Linked DNA regions of Gossypium hirsutum: region 1 is linked to region 2. Evidence: chromatin contacts called from public Hi-C data. All regions are on one chromosome and are shown on one strand. Each heading gives the region's core, a stretch centred on a gene start, on an enhancer-like site or on the middle of the called end of the contact. The rest is flanking DNA. Distances are from core to core; before and after follow the strand shown. Region 1 holds the start of LOC107954147 (U-box domain-containing protein 13). Region 2 holds the start of LOC107954068.

Evidence for each region. Hi-C and Micro-C count contacts between places; a contact is called where the count stands out from the background.
Region 1: a contact with region 2 is called in a Hi-C map of leaf, with 2.3 times the contacts expected there. The contact joins the promoter of LOC107954147 here to the promoter of LOC107954068 in region 2. A contact is called at or near these places in 6 of 34 Hi-C or Micro-C datasets (hypocotyl, leaf, petal and 1 more).

What each region holds. Positions count from the first base shown.
Region 1 is chrD07:13,486,454-13,491,754 of Gossypium_hirsutum_v2.1, reverse strand. LOC107954147 (U-box domain-containing protein 13) reads left to right here and starts at 2,312. Exons shown (of 4, transcript XM_016889621.2): 1 at 2,312-2,751; 2 at 4,033-4,149; 3 at 4,506-4,961. The coding sequence starts at 2,482.
Region 2 is chrD07:13,310,468-13,316,536 of Gossypium_hirsutum_v2.1, reverse strand. LOC107954068 reads right to left here and starts at 1,630. Exons shown (of 3, transcript XM_016889545.2): 1 at 1,302-1,630; 2 at 1,141-1,214; 3 at 1-1,001. The coding sequence starts at 912. The coding sequence ends at 16.

The sequences.
Region 1 (5,301 bases), core at 1,063-3,562, 170 kb before region 2:
AAACTAACAAGTTTAAAAGGCTATTTATAGATTTTAAAATCAACGTTGACACTTAAAAATGTGAGTTTAGGATTACATGTTATCCATCATCGTTCAAAATTAAATGGGAAAAATACATAATTAGTACCTGAACTTGTTCACTTCTCTCAGATTGGTACCTATAATTTTTTTTTCTCAGATTAGTACCCGGACTTTATTTTCATCCATGAGTTTGGTACCTGAGCTTAATGGCGTTAACTTCAGGACAGGTGGCAGAATAAGACTGCGACACGTGACATAAATGATGTCATGATGATGTCATAATCTAAAAAATATTAAAATCAATAAAAATATATTTAAAACTATTTCTTTTTTTTTCTTTCTTTTTCCCGTGATCTTTCTTCTTCCCAATTTCCTTCTCTCTCCTTTTCTCTGCTAAACATGTTTGCTTTTGATGGCTGATTTCAATTCCTCCCCTGTTTGTTAAACACATTTTCTCTTCTTTTCTCTGTTAAACACATTTGCTAAACACATTTTTTCTTCTCTCTTTTCTATATTTCGAGTCTTGAGTTCATTTTCTTTTTTAGATTTTTGCATTAAATTCTTTTTCTCTTTTTTCAGTTGTTGGGTAGTTGAATTTTTTTCTATTTGTTTCATGAGAAAATATAAGAAAAATAAATGGGAGATGCAACTCCATTAAAAAAAACAAATAACTCAGCACAATCAAAGAACAAATAACAAAAAACAAATAACCCAACACATTCAAACAATAAATAACAAACAAACAACCCAAAATCTTAAAAAAAAAGTTACAAGCAAAAGAATACGCAAAAGATATGAAGAGATCTTTTACATATGAATATATAATTCATGAAGGCTAACAATGAAGAAACCATTGATTTTTGTGCATTGGAAAAGAATAAAAATACAAAAAAAAACTAACAATGCTTCCATAAAAACAAAAAAAAAATTCAGTAGAATCTTAATAGTCAAAGCCCTTGTTTTCTTTATAACAAACAAACCAAAAAAAAAGTAAACTAATGAATTTTTATTAAAATTTATAAAACCCTAGAAATCTTATGGATCTAATGAACAACAGGGGCAATTCCTCCTTTGAATTTGTTGACTCTTTTCTCCATGACTTGAAGAACTTCTACTAGGCTTTAAGAAAATCGATTCTCTGTTGTTGCCATGGCAGCGTCACTACTATTGCTTCCTTTGGCTCCTCAACTCGCTCTAAGCTTCACCAGAAGCCTCCTTAGCCTTTCATCAATAGATGGAGAGTATAATTTCAAAAGCTCAAGGATCAAGCTTTTAATTTTTTGGCTTTAAACATATTTTCTTGGAAATACAAGACAATATATGAGAAGACAAGGAAGAGAGAAGGGTTTTGATGGTCGGAGAAGGCCATGGATGGTGGTGACTCATGGCGGCAGCGGTTAGGGTTAGAAGAAGATGAATAGGGAGAAGAAGAAAATGAGATAGAAAAGAGAAGAAAGGAACAAAAAAAAGGAATAGAATCATGATTTGTTTTGGATGAAAGGGAAAAATATTTTATTATTTTTTAAAGGAAAAATAATTAAAAGAGAAAATGAAAGAAGATTTAATAAATGAGCTTAATTTGCAGCCAAAGAGGGTGACACATGGCAGTGTATGAATGGCTAGCGTTGCCATGTCAGCAAAAAAATAATGCCGTTAGACTCAAGTACCAAACTTGTGGACAGAAAAAAAGTTTGAGTACCAATCTGAAAAAAAAACTACAGGTACCAATATGAGAGAAATGGACAAATTAAACTAGTAATCTTATATTTTTCCCAAATTAAATTAAAGTGCTATCATTTAATTTTAAATATTTTACCATGGACTTAACAAATACAAATGTTGAGGTATAATAATCATATCATAATAATTATCTTAATTCGAAGAATGTACGGAAAACAAAGCATGGACACGCATTTGAATTCGAGATCCATAAGTGTAGGTACTGAAGTATAATTTTCCCACGCATGACAACTTAAAATAATAAAATCTAAAATATAAAGAGAAAACACCCAAAGACGCATGACAACTTAAAAAAACTCCACTAAGGACAACGTAATTGTCCATTAATTAATATATAAAAAGGAATCAACAAATAATTGAAATTATGCACCAAAGAGACTGACTCACTAGCTGTGCCAAGCCGAGCCGAGTCGAGTCTATGTAACATAGACCAAAACACAACACACCACCCGAGTCTAATCCCTCTCATCTCATCTTTCAGTCCGGTGCGGTTCAGCTTAGAAAGCCGAGCCGGGGAAGGAAAAGTTCTAAGCTGTCTGCGAATAAAACTTTTTTCACTTGCGTATTATTTATTATACTTTCTCCCTACTGTTGAAGTCTTCTCTCTAATGGAGACGAGTTTTTCCTCTTTTTAGCTTTCAAAAACTTATCTTAAATCTCTCTATTAGAATCAAAATCCTCTTCTAGTTTGAAAGCGTTTAAACAAGATCCGGAATCGGAATGGAAGAAGAGAAAGGAGTGCTGGTGCAGAGCTTGATCGATGCGGTGAACCAAATAGCTTCAATCAGCGACTACAGATGCTCCGTTAAGAAGGAGTACTGCAATCTCGCTAGGAGGCTCAAGCTGTTGACGCCAATGTTCGAGGAGATTAGAGAAAGCAAAGAGCAAATCCCCGAAAAAACTGTTAAAGCTTTGCTCTCGTTGAAAGAAGCTCTCATTTCGGCTAAGGAACTGCTCAGTTTCGGCAGTGAAGGCAGCAAGATTTACCTGGTGTGTGAGTATTACTGTTCTTTTCTTCTTCTTTTTTTTTGGATCTGTTCGGCTGCTGAGAAAGTGGAGGAAAATTAGCTTGTGAAGTGCGTGGAGATGATCCTATTTTTTTCTGGAAATAACATTATCTAAAACTAAGCGATCAATTTTATGCTAAAATTTAGCTTAGTCTAGTGGAAGATAATGGAATTTAAATCTAATATGATCTCTAGTGCTACATTCCTTATTAATTCAAAAAGGAAATTGATGTGGTTCCTATTTTTACCTTTTTAATAAAATATTTGTAGATATTTGAGTCACAATTTCAATCGATTTTCTTGTTCATTTTTATCTATTTATTTTGCATCTTCAAATAACTATTATGAGTAATTCTTATCACAAAGATTTCTAAGCTTCAAGTGATCGACATTCGACATATGCAAGGGCTAAAGTAGAGGCTGTAGAGGGGGAAAATGATATAACTTTGTTGATTTATTTAAGGATTGTCGATTTGTGTCTGGATTATCGTCAAATCCGAATCGTTCATTTGATATAACCTTGTTGGTCCTCTTTTGCTCAAGTCTGCCCCTATATCATATTGCATATAGTATAAGGTAGAAACTCGCTAGTTTCATCATTATACTTGTTATTGGCGGACATGGTATGTCTGGAAGCCTGTACTAGATGAGTATGACCCTTTCATATGATTATGGAGACACTGTTTCTGCAATGGTAGTTTGTTAAGTTTGGGTTGCGCTATTTCTGGTCTTGGACTCAGGAGGTTATTTGAGGTTGTGAAAATTAGATTGAGGGATGGAGGAGGAGGGAGAGAGATAAAAGGGGAGGGGAGGTGGTGATTATTAGCGGCCATGATACTGTCTTTTTACGTTTCTGCCTTGATGCTATTCTAAGCAGTTCTTCGCAAGCAATTATACTTAACCGGGTTGTCATATTCATTGGTTTTGAGTTCTTTCTTGGAACCAATAGTTATTGCTCCGTGCTTTTGTGCTTTTTTCAATTCTTTTGGTGTTATTTTTTGAGGTTGACAAAGAAGTTCGCCAGAACGGTTCTTCTCATGCCTGTACTTTTAGATAGGCAGTAGATAGGGGACATTGGTAGTGGCTGCAATTCATGGATGTGCTAGTTTTATGGTACAGATAGTTTGTGAGGAAAGGAATGCGCATGGTTATTTTTCTCCTTTCTTGAGAAGCCAAGTTCTCTTTTTGGAATAATTTTTAGCCGGAACTGGTTTGTCACTGAATCTTACTATGTACTGATAAACTATTTGTGTTCTGCTAACAGGTTCTAGAGAGGGAGCAGATCATGCATAAATTTCTTGAAGTAACAGCACAATTGGAACAAGCTTTGCGAGGAATTTCCTATGAGAATCTTTACATATCAGATGAAGTTAAGGAACAGGTATAGATCTGTTAGTTGGCAGTCTTTGGAAGAACTACATAGTACTTTCTTCTCCTCTTGCTTTGTCATATTAGGTCCTTTCCTGTATGATCTAAGGATGATTACTTGAATCATAGGCATCTTAGACATGGAAGAAAGTGCCATCAAGCAATTGAAGTATTCTTTCATTAATTGTGTTTTCTTGGAGTTGCATATGATAAGCATTGAAAGACTTGATGATAGCAACCAAAACTAGAATTCCTCTCTGAACACTATTAAATTATAATTTGAGAGGCTTAAAGCAACTTCAGCTTGCTTTATTATATCATTTTTTTATATATATAAAAGAGTTACATGTATGATATTTCCATGTTTAGGTGGAGCTTGTACTAGCTCAGTTCAGGAGAGCTAAAGGAAGAGTTGATGCGCCTGATGTTGAGCTGTATGAGGATCTATTATCACTGTACAACAAGAGCGATGATGCAGAACTAAATCCAGATGTACTATGGAGATTGGCTAAGAAGTTACAATTGGTCGGCATAGCTGAACTTACGCAAGAATCATTAGCTCTACATGAGATGGTTTCTGCCAGTGTTGGAGATCCTGGTGAAACATTTGAGAAGATGTTGAGCTTATTAAAGAAAATCAAAGACTTTATACAGACAGAAAATCCTAACTTGGATGCTCCTGCAAGAGAAAAGAATCTTCCTCCAAGTAGCAGTGGGCAAGCAACTACTAATGGAAATCGCAAGACTCCAGTTATACCAGATGATTTCCGCTGTCCAATATCCCTGGAGTTGATGAAGGATCCTGTCATTGTTTCGACTGGGCAGGTATATTTTTTGTAGATTTCTAGTACATGTTATAATGAGATTTTTCGTTTTAATTTCTTTTCAATCATTCAGTCTTGAAAACAACCTCTTCATCCTTTATTTACTAAATGTCAGTAAATGCTCAATTTTGCTCGATAAACTTATTTGGTTATTGACCTGCAAGTTGCATCATTTCACATTGTTGTGCCATTAATTTATTGGGCCAAAAGTTAGCTCGGGACATGGTCGTAGTCATATTGTGATGTTCAATATACATTTGCATGAGTAAATAAATTAATGTTGTCCCTAATGGATGCTAACTAAACGTTTATAAGAACCTTGTGTTTTATACTACATGTTT
Region 2 (6,069 bases), core at 381-2,880:
GTGAAAGACACTCATCTAGCAGGAATCCAACGGCAATATCTGAGAGGAACATGAAGGGCACTGTGGTAAATATTGGAGAGGTGTTCCATTCTTTCCAACAATGAATTTAAGGAAAGACCCTTGTATGTCTTCTGTTAAAATTGGTGTGTTGTTGGCAGCTTTAACACCACAGTTTTGAATGGAGCCACCATTTCTTTGTACCCTTTTCTCAGCTTCTAGCATCAATCTGTCTAAAAGTTTCTCTTCTGCATCCCTTAAGAACTTGAATTTTGGAGGAGGTGAAGATCTAAGCTTGTTTAACTCTGCATCTGTGGATGATTCAAAGAGGGGATTGAATCCATTGCGGTGATAAGAATCAAAGGGGTTCAAAGGAGGAGACTTCAATGGTGGGGAAGCCAAAGGACTAAGAGGAGTGTCAACAGTTAACATAAGATCACTCAAGCTCCCTGTTCTGGATCCTTTTCTGCTCTTCTCACCTCTAGACCTGCCATCTTCAGACTCCAAATCTTCCTTTGTTTCCTCCTTGATTGTGAAGAGAAATCTGGGTGGACCTGCCAGATTGTGTAGTCTCATGAGCTCTGATTCTACACCCTCTTCTCCAAAACCCTTCACCAGCAAACTCCTGCTTGAGCCAAGTTCCAAGTCTGGTTCAACACTATTGCTATCTTTGTTTTTAACTAAACCTTGATTATTGTTGTTGTTGGCAGCGGTGGATGCATGCAAAGAAGCAGATTTTTTCCAGCAGAAGAGTTGAACGAGCTCCTTTGCGTAGTTGTTGTAATCATCTTCAACTTGTGAGCCGGTAATTCTCTTCTTCCACCAAAGCAAATAGTAAAGCTCTGCAACAAGAGCCAGTAGAAGACAACCAAAAACCAAACTTAAACCAATGCTTAACCCACTGAAAGATGTCATTTTTGCTTGCAAATTTCACATCTCCTGGAATATATCGTATCTTGGTTTTGCAAATTCCACAATATTCTCTCTCTCCTTCTCTGAGAACTCTGTAAAAGAAAAAGGAAAGAGAAAAGGAGTTTAAATCATGCCACAACTTCCATGTGAGGTACACAACCGAGACCAAAAGCCTCTTTTTTTCTAAAGGAACCAAAAAAAAAAAACGATAATGGAATATTGAAGTATAACCTTCACTTTTACTGCAAATTCACAAGCTAAGATTCCGTGTGGTAACGCACTATGGACCATGTATATCTATCTATCTGCCTACAACACACGCCATGAGGAACCTAAGGAAATGCCGAGGAAATTTCACCAGAGATTAAAAATAAAATAAAGAAGAAGCTTACCTTATACGTCCAAAATTTCTCAGCAACAATGGAACACCAAAAATAAATAAATAAATAAATAAATAAACAAAGAAGGGTTGCAGAGCGAGAGAAAGAGTAGGAAATTAAATGATTGGGGGGTATGGGCAAATCTTTGTACAATAGTGCTGAAAGGTGTGGAAATTGTAATAAGGTAGCGAAGGCAGCTCACATGGGCAGGTAATGGTTTTGAATAGAAAAATGAAAAAGACTGAGGAAACAAACTCAAAAAGGGGTTAAGTGATTGCATCACCCTACGCCCCACTCGGTTGCCTCTATGTAAACCCTCTTTAACTTGGATTACAAGACAGTGCCCATAAATACACCCCACATCCATCAAAATCTAGCTGTGGGTTTTGATGGAATATGTGAACTAAGCTGATTTTTAACTATTTCATTATCTCATCAACTTTATTACAAGAATTTCCCCGTTGGAATTGTTGTCTTTTCTGTCAACTTTTTCCTTTGATTTACCAACTACCTTTGAAATTAAAATGTACCTCTCTTCTAACTTTTAAAACTTTACTAACTATACCAAATTAAGGAGGCTTTGCTTTTGCCGTTATAACGTTCGTGTTCCAACTCCAAATGGATATTTTGGTTTATTTCACATTGAATCTATAGGAAGCCCCAGATTTCCTCCAATCTTTCAAACAATAATAACATTTCATGGAGGCATCTTTACTAGAAGAGGGAGATTAAATTTTGCTTCATTTACTCAAAAAGTGAGTAAATTAATTTTCATTTGTTAGATTAAAGAACAAATAATTCTTTTTTGTTAAAAATTATATTCATTTTTAATGTTAAAAATTGGTGTGATTAATAAAATAATTAAATAGTTAGACGAGATATACCGCATGTATCTCATGATGACATACAATAACTAATTTTTAATCGTAAATATGATGAAATTCTTAATAAAAAGGCCAATTTACTTTTGAATCTAATATATAAAAATTAATTCATTTATTTTTTAATAAAAAATAAAATACAACATCCTTCGTAATACTTTTTAGCAATTAAATTGCATGTCCTGTATACAATGACATAGCCTTTTATTTTTCTGTTAGATTTAATTAAAAATGGTTATGATATGATGGATATGCTGCAGTGCAGCATACGGCAGAAGTACTGTCAACTGTTCCCGTATGGCATACCTATTTTACGTTAAATTCCCTTCTTTAAGCGTGTAATAATTAGTCCCTGGAGTATTCAATCAAAAAATATACTGCAAGGGAAAATTCAAATAAAAAATAAGAAAAAAATAATATGGAGAAAAGGGGTGAATTTTGATGTTCAACAGAGTCTAAAATAAATTTGTAAAGTTAAGCTTTTTAATATCCAACAAGGTCCTCCCAAGTTGGTAGAGTGAGTAAAGAGACATTTAAAGAATTGGCTAACATCAGTCACGGGGTGGATGAAATTGACATTGATGGACCTAGGGTTCCTTACATCCCAATGTCCACTCTAAAAATGTCTCATTTGAAGTTACTTGCAAGTAATAATGAGTACCAACATATTCCCCCCGGGTAAGGTAAAATGACAGATACGGTGTTCAGTTTACATCTCGATTTCTATCCATTAAGTTGCCAAAAGAAACCATGCTATTTGGTCAATCCATTAATAATCTTGTCTGTCTCTAATTAATTTAGTTGTAAAAATAACTTATGTTGTTTTGCTTTCTCATTTTCCATCATTATTAATGTAGTTGGGAAGCTAACAATTAGGTTGTTAGTTTATATGGTTAATGATTATAATCGGAATTAAGATTTCAGTATTTAGTAGAGAATAGAGGATAAGTTCATTGGTTAATATCTAGGGACTTGAAAAGCCATTTTAGTAATTAGATTTGAGTGTAATTGGTAATTATTATAATTAGTGGATATCACTAACTTGAGTGTAAATCAATTACATTTTTCCAACTTTTAAGAAGGGTGAGAATTAGAATAATTACAAACTATTACTCTCAAATTTAATTCTCAATGCATTTCCAAACACATCTTTAAGTTTAAGAAATCACTTTTATACAATAATAATATTATTTAATTTTAGGACATGTAGTTTACTTTTAAGAATATAATTATATATTATTTTATTAATCTCATTTAAATAATTTGAAATTTTTATTGATTAGAAATGATTTTTTTATAAATTTTGACCTACGTAATATTTTGATTAAGTGGTAGCATATAATATGCCCTTATATTGGAAAAAAAAAAAGAAAGAAAAGAAAAAGCGTATATGCCCTTAGACGTCATGTAAAAGGAAGGGTTCAAATCATATCAAGCAAGTACTACTTACTTCCTCTCAATAAGTGGTTGTACGTTACACAGGGCTTAATCCAACTAGAAGTTCTTGGCTCCACTTCTAGTTCAAACTTTTTGTGAAGTCAAAAAGAAAAAATCTCCAAAAACTCAAACACAACATTGATGGATTGAAAAATTAATCGATTCTGGACCAATTATACTTCAAAATCTTTTCCAGGAGCCCCTAAAACAAGTTGTTAGTTTAGACTTTAGATAAGATGATAAGTTCAAGTAGGAGCTTTTTATTGGGTAATAACTTGAAATACAGATAAGTATAGAATTCAGTCTACTTTTATTGCTGTAATCCAATCGAAACATAATAAAAAAAATTGGTTAAACTATATAAATATTTATTCAATTAAAAAAAATTATTTTAGGTACTCAAAATAAATATTTTCAAAAAATATAATAATAAATTTTATATTATTATTTATGTTAGGTAAAATAAAAATCTCCCCAACCCCCTTCTCTCTCCCCCTCCCCGACCGGACCTTCCCCACCACTGTTCTCGTCCCCCTTCCCCCACCCCCACCACCGTTCCTCTTCCTCTCCCCTACGCCCTATATACTCGCACTGACTTGCTAGGATGTATATTCTCCTTCTATCTCCACTGAATTTACACTTCTCTATCTGCCTCCCTAAAAGAAAAGAATCAACACTTCTCTACATTGACATAGAGCGTGAGATCATTTTTCTTTCGCATTATTGGGAGGGAAAAGAAAAATAAAAAGAAGAAGAAGCATCCAAAAATATGGATGGTTTAGAAAGAGCTCGAAGTTGAAATCCTAGTAGAAGAACAAGGCATAGCAGCATAGGGAGGAGCTTAAGCAAGAGTAGTTGGAATATGGAAGATGTATTTTTAGGTTCCAAAAGAAGTAGCCGTGTGGAAGATGATGAAGAAGCTCTAAAATGGGCTGCTATCAAGAGGCTACCCACATATGATCGGCTGAGGACAAGCATCATGTAGTCTTTTGTGGATCATGAAATCATTGGCAACAAGGTGGACTATAGAGAGTTGATGTTAGAAACCTTAGCATGAACGGTGGTGGGAGAGGGGTTTTTTAATATATATTTTGAGGGTTTATTTTTTAAAATTATACTAAATTGATATAATAAATAAAAATTGAGAGTTAAATTTATTATTATAATAATTTTTTTAGTGCTATGTTAATTTGCGATTTATAATTTGAAGGAAGTGACAAAAATAATTTAACTATCTAACGTGACGTAAGTGCTTTAAATTATGAATTTTTTTATTTTTAGTAAGTGACGAAAATAATTTAACTATCTAACGTGATGTGAGTGCTTAAATTATAATTTTTTTTATTTTTAGTATCTAAAATAAAAAATTTTAATAGGTGACTAATTATTTGTAGTTACCCAAAAATATTTGAAATCTTTTAAAAGTTGTAATGCTTCGATTTTTCAAGTGTTGGAGAATGAAACTTTTGGGCCTTTTTGTGATCAAAGATTGAGGTAAGGTGGACTTGTCTTTGGGTGTTCGACTATGAAGGAAGAATCGGGATGGAGGCCTATATTATTACAGTAAAAATTGAGGGAAAAAACAAAAACTAAATGGTTAATATGCAAATTTACCACTATAAGTGGAAATTGAAAGGGGCAGGTGGGAGAGACAGTGGGAGGAGGGGGGACCCGTGGTGGGGTAGAGTTTTTTTTTAATATTAATATTAATATTAATATTAATATTAATATAATTTTTAAAAATTTTTGTAATCATTATTTATAATTTTTATAATAAATTTTATATTTTAGTAATTTTAATTTTTTAATATTTCTTTAAAAAATAGAATAATTATTAAGAAAGTAATTAAAACTATCAAGTTAATATTTCATTTATATTTTAGGGATCAAATTGATTATTAACCTTTTAAATTAACATGTCACATAATCATTTTAACTAGAAATAGTGGATGAGTGGTAAAAATATTAAAAATTCGATAACATGAATGACTATTACGTTAATAAAAAAGGTTAGATGGTCGAAATATAATATTGACCAAAGTTCAGGGACAACTGATATAGCTTACCATTACTTTAATTCATATTTGCATTCCACTTGTGAACTAATGATAAATTTATTACTATAAATTCTATTTTGAATTTTATTATTTTACTTTTATTTAAATGAATTTTTCCATTAAAATTATTTTTTAAAATTTTCTATTCAATTTAAATTTAAAATACTTTGAAGAAAAAATTAAATGACAAAATATTTTTTATATTTTACTTTAATATTTAAAAATAATAAGTTAGTTAATGTAATTTTAAAATTAAATAAAAATGGTTATTTTATAATAATAAAATTCCTTTTAAGATATATGTATTTTTTTATTTTTTTCAAATTTTTATTTCATTAAATAGAAGTTCTAATTTAATTTATTAATTTTTAATATTTATAAGTTAAGTTAAATTATTGTTAACTT